Linked DNA regions of Bombyx mori: region 2 is linked to region 1. The links are chromatin contacts, called in public Hi-C maps. All regions are on one chromosome and are shown on one strand. Each heading gives the region's core, a stretch centred on a gene start, on an enhancer-like site or on the middle of the called end of the contact. The rest is flanking DNA. Distances are from core to core; before and after follow the strand shown.

Region 1 (4,552 bases), core at 1,066-3,565:
ATTATTACACAAACAGTAGATAGACAAAATAAAACAAATCACACAACTTCACTCCTCCCATTCCCGCCAAAAAGTTCTCTGCACGTAGCTAAATGTTTTCGTCGCACAGATTAAAAATCGTTTCATTATGTTAATCCGTCGATGAGCTGGCAACATTTATTGAGCATTTTGTGACTAATACCGGCACAGTCGCGTGGAGGCCCGCAGTCCTTCGCCGCTCGCGACGCGGGAGTGCGGGCGCCGCGCCTGGCCGAGACGCGACCCCGCCTCCCCCCTCCTCCGCCGGGCGCTCTCGCCCGATAGGTACGTGCGCTTTATTCGCATGCGGTTAGAGTGTGTTTTCGTTTGCTGTTCATAATGCTTTGTAGTCATTTCATCTCTCATTGAGTGTTTTTTATTTATTTCAATATTATATATCTAATAGAATTGCTCCTTAATTTATTTTAACATTGTGAAACACGAGGTCCTTGTTAACTTGCAAATAAGTAGCATTTTAAATTGTAGATGTATAATAATTATACATTTGTCTAACTTTGTTGTATTCTGCACATGTATAATGTATGTAAAATTGATAATGGTTTGGGTTAGAATTTTTAATGTTTGGTGCGGTTAGTTCATAAAGTTATAATTTATATATAATTAAACGAATGTCAATTTTATTTTTGTTGGTTTATAGTTTCAATACTTAATAATAAAAACGGCAGAACATCTAAATTGGTTGTGATGTGGTTGACAATTTTGGTAAACCCTACCACCAGATTACACCCTCGTTCAGCTGAAGCCAAGTGTTCGATATCGCCTCTGTGCTGCGGGGGGGTGGTGGCGGGCGTGTCGGTGAGCGCGGGGAGCACGCGGCGCGGCGGGGTGTGGCGAGCGCCCGCCCCCGCGCCTCCCACTCCGCCCCCCCAGGACAAGCCCGACGAGCCACCCCTGCCCAGGATAGCAGAGGAGAAGGATTCGCCGACGCATCACGCCAGAAACTTGCCTAATAGGTAATATATTGGATGTTAGGAGACCGCTTCCGAAAACGAAGACAGACAATAGTACTAATAACACCTTTGATGATGGGACGGTAAAAAAAATCGATACTAATTTTAAAAAAAAATATTTTGATTAGCATTATTTACCCTCCATTATGTTAGTACAGCTAAATGATACGATAGTTTCACAAAAAAATACATGACTTTACTTTTAAAAAAAACCAGCAATGAAACACAAAATCAAAAACAGCTGATGCTCGGGTCAAGGAACGCCCGGGCGCGGCGCAGACTCGCGCGATCAAATACTTATTTACAACATTTGTCTAAATAACTAACTTATCTACTTGTCATTAGTACTATCTTTTGTATTCGTTTACAGAAGCGGTCTCCTAATACCCAGTATTTATAGTACACCTATTCTGTTACTATACAATATAAAATGCCTATACTATTTTCGTATACCTAACTAAAGATTATTACTAAATTTATAGTTTAAATTTTTTGTTTATATGACAATATTATCCATATTTGTACATATCGTTCATATAAATTACTAGCAGTACTCGCCGGCATTTAAAATTTACATTATTATTTATTGTCATTATTATTAGGGAGTGCAACATTCACATAAATATTAGCCTATCCATTAAGTACATGTATTTTCTACATGGATACCAAGCTTCAAGTCAATCGGATGCATGGTTCAGTAGTTATAACGGAACATCCATAAAAACCACTGTAGATTTATATATTAGTATAGATTAAATCAATTGATTTGTTTTCAACGTTTTATTTATTTATTTCAAACTAGCTGACCCGGCAGACTTCGTAGTGTCTCAATCGATAAATAAAAGACCTAAACTTTTGTATAAAATAAACTTAAAACAAACAAAAGGAATCCGTCCGACGGGGGACACATCAAAGGAAAAACAAAATTGTTATTTTTATTTAATTCCGAGCACTTTCATATTTATCTACCTTTTAAACCTTCTCTGGACTTCCACAAATAATTCAAGACCAAAATTAGCTAAATCGGTCCGCCCGTTCTCGAGTTTTAGCGAGACTAACGAACAGCAATTAATTTTTATATATATATAGATCTTTTTTAAATGTAATTTACATCTCCTAGTCGAGAGATGGCAGCACGTGTCTATGTTCCACTGAGGTTTGTTTGCCCGCAGCCCGGCGAGACAGGCGACCCCCAGCATCTTCACGTCATCTCCGAAGACGAGTCTCGGCAAGTCTCCGTTCGACGCGTCCGCCTCATTCGCGTCGCTCTCACTCTCCGACGAGTCCTACATCGCGGATTCGTCCGTCAATCTATCCGTCTTGGATACGTCCAGGGACCTCTTTATCGGTGTGTATGGACCACTGTATCTGAAGTAGGTTATCGGAGGCTATGGTGTAGCACGGCATATCGAAGTAATGATATCGATACCACTACCAGTAATATTCGTAAAAAATTGTGGATGGAAGAAGGATGACGGTATTCATAAATACGATCTCTATAGGCTCCTGTAACCACTTAATGCTAGGCGGGCTGTGAGGTTATTCTCTCGCTTGCGGAATAAAAATAGCCGCGAGTTTTACGGGCATTAATTATGCCTTGGCATAAACAGGTAATAGACATATCTCGATCCAATTAGTCTGTTTGAAACTTCAAATAGAAATGAACGCATTTTTTTTTTTTTTGGTAACCATCGTTTTTGGACCTCAGCAATGCAAGGGGCAGAGCGAAACCGCTTCCTACCATTAAGTACTCTTGAGTAGAATTCAGTTTTGTTTTTATATGTATTTGAATTAATGGGTGAGCATGCATATAGCTTTTTATTTATTTTTTATTGCTTAGATGGGTGGGCGAACTCATAGCCCACCTGGTATTAAGTGGTTACTGGAGCCCATAAGCATCTACGACGTAAATGCGCCACCCACCTTGAGATATAAGTTCTAAGATCTCGAGTATAGTTAAAACGGCTGTCCCACCCTTCAAACCGAAACGCATTACTGCTTCACGACAGAAATAGGCAGGGTGGTGGTATCTACCCGCGCGAACTCACAAGAGGTCCTACGAACAGTTTTTTCTCTTTAATAATCCGGCGACATCATCCTCTCCATCATCAGACGAGTCCAGGACGAGCACGGAGCCGAGCGTCGCCGACGAGAAACCACCAAAAGTAGAACCTCCAGTTATCGAGCAGCCCAAAGTTCGGAAGAAGTCTGACTCGAGTCTTAAGGAGGAAGAGTTTAAAACGAAAAACAAAAAAACGGAACTCAAGAAACAAGATTCCTTGAAGAAGATCGAAGTCAAGGATGAACCCAAAGTGGAAGAGAAAAAAGTTGACAAGGTATGAAAAAAATATCGATAGAAAACATATCTAGTACATTTATATCTTTGTAGCGAGTGGTTGAAATTGTGATGCATCGTCAGCGATCTTTCCTCTCATTTCACTTCTATCCGTCTGTCGGTTGTGTGAAAGAGAACGCTATCGGAAATAAAGTTGGCTTTAGTACTGGAATAGCTATCATGAAACACGAAATATTTGATAGATTTCTGAATCTCGCTGACGATATTTTCAAGATAAGCTTGCACATATACAAGTATTGAGCAATAACATTCGGGCCGCAAATCCCACCCCTCCTAGCTGAGCCCGTGCTCGCCTACCCTGGTGGAACTTGTAAGGTCACCGGGCCACCAGTAATTTTACCTTCATAAAAAAAAACATTGGTCCATAGAGTACCGCTCTCGACTCCCGCTTGGCTGAAGATCTTCCCTTCGCGTTGGCTTCCAAAGTGTTGTCTTTTCAATGCGCGTTTATAAATTCAACCCACAACTATGTACTGAGTGTTAGGAGACCGCTTCCGAAAACGAAAATTTTGTAAAAGAAACGCCGCGCCCGGGCGTTCGTTGACCCGAGCATCAGCTGTTTTTGATTTTGTGTTTCATTGCTGGATTTTTTTTAAAGTAAAGTAATATATTTTCTATGAAATTATCGTTTCACTTAGCTGTACTAGCATGATGGAGCGTAAATAATGCTAATAAAACGTTTTAAAATATGATTTTAAAAAAATCAGGATCGACTTTATTTCCCTCCCATCATCAAAGGTGTCATTAGTACTATCGTCTGTCTTCATTTTCGGAAGCGGTCTCCTAACGCCCAGTATATGTAACTTCAAGAAGTCTGATTAACATGAAACTTTACCCACGTACCGAGGACTGACAAATAAATTCACATTCGAATTCTTAGCTCGAGTTTGCTTAAGGCGCGTTTTTTTTACTGTGCAACACCGTATATTATATTTTGATATACATTGAAGCGCACTATACATCGCCGACTGAACTACCGCTTAATCTTATCACAAAAAATTTCCCAATCAGCCAATGGAACGAGTCGGCTCGGTAAAGAAGGTCGAGAAGGATATGAAGAAGGCGGAGAAGGCGGAGAAGAAACAGGATAAACAAGAGCCTAAGAGGACAGAGTCCCTGAAGAAGATGGAAGGACTGAAGAGACAGGAATCTGTCGAACTAAATAAGGTGAGGCCGGTGTTGTTACTGATAGTGACCTGGAGCTTAG
Region 2 (4,240 bases), core at 409-2,908, 220 kb before region 1:
TATTCCTTCACCGTGGAAGTCAATCGTGAACATTGGGAAGTACATATTTCATTAGATAAATTGGTACCCGCCTGCGGGATTCGAACACCGGTGCATCGCTAGATACGAATGCAACGGACGTTTTATCTTTTAGGCCACGACTTGACTAAATTAATTTGTTTAATTTTCACGAGCAGACATCAACTATCGGAGATATCGTTTGTACTGAAAGCCATAGCGACGCTGGCGGAGTCCATGAAGAAAGCGCCCCCCGGGAAAGTGGACGCGGCGGCCTGGCGGAAGTTAATAGGTAATTGTACTGTAACTTCACTAATGAGATTACTTACAGGGAGCCCCTGGCGAAAGTGTAGTTAGAGCGCGGAGGCTCCAATCTCGGTCCGTGCTGGAGTCGTGGTCTCGCCGTTTGGTGGACCCGTCAGCCGGCCTCCGTACGGTCCGGTCCGCCCGTTTCTCGCTGACTGGGTGGGCCGCGACCTTCCGGCTTACGCAGATGCTTACCGGCCACGGTTGCTTCGGCCGGTACTTGCATAAAATAGCCGGAAGGGAACCGACGGCGCAGTGCCACCATAGCGCAGACCGCGACGAGGATGACACATCGGAACACACACTGGCGTGTTGCTCTGGACTCTACCATGTATTTGATACACACTACACATACACACTGTCAAACTTTTCTTATTGCTTATAATCTGTGGTCAAATTGAGAATAGATTAAATATTGTTTGTCTTTATTTATATTTGCCTATAGTGTAGTCTTGGCGAAATCTGTGACCTATAGAAGTATGTCTATGACAATAGAACCATAATAGTATCACAAACTTATAATTCCAATTAATTATAGTCGAATTTCGACTACCAGGGGACTACTGGTTTTAACAAATACCTAAAGGCTACAGAGGTATGTTTGTGAGAGCGGTGTAATAGATGGTATTGTCGACTGGGTCCCTGAAAACATCCCAAGAGGGCTCCTATTAGGTTATATGTCGACGCTTGAAAGGCAAACGTGACTAAGCGACAATGCGTGAACTTTACAGTAGACAGTACAGAGTACAGTAATTTAAAGTTGAAATACCTGACAAAAATTCTATTTTAACGAATCTAGCTGTAGGATTGAAATGATTTTAATAGATCTAGAATTTTTGAAGTTATACTTCTTTAGGCGCGTTATTAAAAATTGATGAGAGTAAAATTTTACGATGCGCGCGCACCGTGACACAAAATTAACAGAATGAAGTTGCCCACTAAATCGCTCATTACAATACGACCGACGTAACTTAGCGAGTCTGAATATAGCCGCAGGTGAACTTTCCGAACCGTACCGAGAATTACCGAATTTATACGATGTCATGAAAAGGGATGTCCAATATGCGTGTTTGAGGATGTTGTTTAATCGATTTTTTTTTCAAATTGATTAAAATTTAAATAAAAAAAAGGAATAAATTTAATAAAAATAAAGTATAACTTCTAACGTGTACATAAGTACACGCACTCTTTTTTTTGCGCATCAAATATTGTTATTGCCTATCATTTATGTACAAAGCAGTTATTGTCGCTTAGTCACGTTTGCCTTTCAAGCGTCGATATAATCTTACTCTATGGTGTGACGTTGTGCAGACGCGTATGGTGGGTTGGCGCGGCTGGCGGCGAGCGGGCGGGCGCGGGGCGCGGGGGGCGCGCTACGGGCCGCGCTGTTGCACTACGCCGCACTATTGGCGCCGCCCTAGGCCCGCACACAACGAGCCGAGCCGCCCTCATTCCAAAAATGGCCGAACTATATAACGTATGACGTCACTTCGGGCCACAACTAAAGGCTTCGTCTAACAGAACGCGTACTTAGCGCCGCGTTTTAACGGCGCGCTCTTTACACGTCACACAAATCGACTAGATGAACCCAACGCTACTTGACGCGACGTAACATCCGCCAAATCATAGTGCCTTTCGATAGCAGTCTGAAAATTTAAAAGTATTAAGATGTCGAGTGATTCAGATGTGGCATGGGTATTTTCTAACTAATTCTATTAATTATTCGGGCATTATCCAGTATTTTAATACAAATTCACTCGGAGGCTAAAATAAAATTCAACACATCTCGGCGCGCGTTAAGTATGCGCTCTGTTTGACGAAGCCTTAAGATCTTGCACTAACACACGAAGACTAAAACGTTTAGTGAATTAAAATATAAGTAATTAATGTTAAACGATGAATAGTGGTTTAAATGATTGCTTTAAATTATTCATAGTTCCCTGTAAGTACTTTCCCTTTGCCTATCTAGATAGGTTAAAAAGTAAACAACGCCATCTTGCGCCAGTGAGGCGTAATTTTTACTATCCCATAGAAGACTTTGTTTACTGAAGATTTAAATTTTTGAAATGCATGATCCCCTATGATCCTTATTTAGCAGAACAATTTTGAATGAGAATTTTTATTTAAGTGTAGTAGCATGTATTTGCTTTATTAGTTTTGAATTTACAAATATTACTAATGATATCCAATTAATAATTTGATTCAGTATTTACGAAGCACTGTTTTAATTGACATTTACAGCATTGCGAGTCGTTTTGAAATAAACACACACACAAATCTACCTTCTAAAAAATATAATATTTATATATTAACTTAAAAAAATACACAAATACAGCACTTGAACATTCAATCGAACCTGTACAAAATGTAAATTTGTTCATTAATAAAATTAAACAAAAAAATCGTAATAAATGTCTTTAAAGTTGTGTCATTTTCTTTGTAATTTAATTTAGAATTATACCAATACTGTTATTAGATATTCGATGCGGAATGATATGAATTTAAAAAAAAATATTGTCAAGTAATTTGACATAAGTAAGTACTGAAAGGAATGTCGGGTGGTACTGGTGGTAGACCTCTTGTGAGTCCGCGCGGGTAGGTACCACCAGCTTCCCTATTTCTACCGTGAAGCAGCAATGCGTTTCGGTTTGAAGGGCGGGGCAGCCATTCTAACTATACTGTTATAATTATACTAATTTATTCTTACCTTAGAACTTTATATCTCAAGGTGGGTGGCGGCATTTGCCTTGTAGATGTCTATGGGCTCCAGTAACCACTTAACACCAGGTGGGTTGTAAGCTCGTCCACCCATCTGGTTTTTATCAGCAATAAAAAAGTCTGGTGTCAGTACGGAGAACCCTTTACGTAGTAAAATTAAACAAAAATCTCATTGAAATATCTATAACGTAATATTATTGCATCTTGCACTGCGCGCAATAGAATTGAAAACATGGTGCACGGGTCAACGACCCTATTGCGAAGACTCTTTCGCTTGCCGCCCCACTAGATGTGCGTCTTGAATAATTAAAACGAAAAATATTCACTCAAAGACGAAGTTATCAAACCGTATAGTAGGCTATTTTTTTTTATATTGTGTTATATGAAAAACAATATGGAGCGAAAAATTATATAAAGTTGATTTGATACTGCAATCAATTGGAATTAATATTAATGAAACGAGATGAGATGGGATGAAATATAATCTCAGTAAAATGGTAGTAAAATACGTACTAAATAGTAAACGGTAAAATACTGAGAATTATTCAGTGGACTTTTTTGATAAACCCGATAAGTTACATCTAGCGGCTTTGTTTCATTTTCCCACATTTGTGCACTTTCTCAGATATTAAACAGTTAATAAACCACCGTTATTACACATTTTAAACCTGAAGAAATACTAAATAGACAAAATAAAACAAAACACAAAAACTTCACTCCTCGCGTTCCCGCCAAAAAGTCCCCAAAAAAAGACAAGTATCACATCTCACAGATTAAATATCTTTGAGGCAGAGGCTACACTTTTTACATGCCAGTGATTATGTTGATGCTTTGAAAATCACAGTAAATAAATATATATTTTAATATGTTTTATTTATTTATTATATGTTATAAATATGTTTTCAGATATTTTTTAGTAACCACTAATTACTTTTTATTCAATGCCTATTGCGCCTCAGCGATATACGAACTCAAGACAATTACAATCATTTCTATTGTTAGGTTACTGTACTGTAAAACTGTGACTTAGATCTCAGGTCTTAAGGTACGTTGCGGAATTTACGTTGTTGATGTCCATGGGCTCCGATGACCGCTTAACACCAAGTGGTCGGTGAGCTCGTCCACTACCTAAGCAATAAAAATTGTAGGTATTAAGGTAGAAGCCATACCCCGTTCCCTTTGCACCCTGTATACAGCCTGTTATTCCTTACCACTCAAT

The links. Hi-C and Micro-C count contacts between places; a contact is called where the count stands out from the background.
Region 2: a contact with region 1 is called in a Hi-C map of whole pupa, with 2.0 times the contacts expected there. The contact joins two enhancer-like sites. A contact is called at or near these places in 2 of 7 Hi-C or Micro-C datasets (middle silk gland and whole pupa).

The regions. Positions count from the first base shown.
Region 1 is chr27:1,759,959-1,764,510 of ASM3026992v2, reverse strand. It overlaps LOC101740445 (microtubule-associated serine/threonine-protein kinase 2), which reads left to right. Exons shown (of 38, transcript XM_021346221.3): 32 at 190-303; 33 at 759-992; 34 at 2,162-2,337; 35 at 3,102-3,325; 36 at 4,357-4,512. Among protein-coding and RNA genes, the nearest start is that of LOC134201521, 64 kb to the right of the region's middle. Within about 2 kb of position 2,315, at least 3 of the 8 cell types and tissues checked have open chromatin away from gene starts, as enhancers often do.
Region 2 is chr27:1,974,614-1,978,853 of ASM3026992v2, reverse strand. LOC101740996 (protein MON2 homolog) reads left to right here. Exons shown (of 37, transcript XM_038021034.2): 36 at 177-289; 37 at 1,615-4,240. The coding sequence ends at 1,724. Among protein-coding and RNA genes, the nearest start is that of Tua1, 9.5 kb to the right of the region's middle. Within about 2 kb of position 1,658, at least 4 of the 8 cell types and tissues checked have open chromatin away from gene starts, as enhancers often do.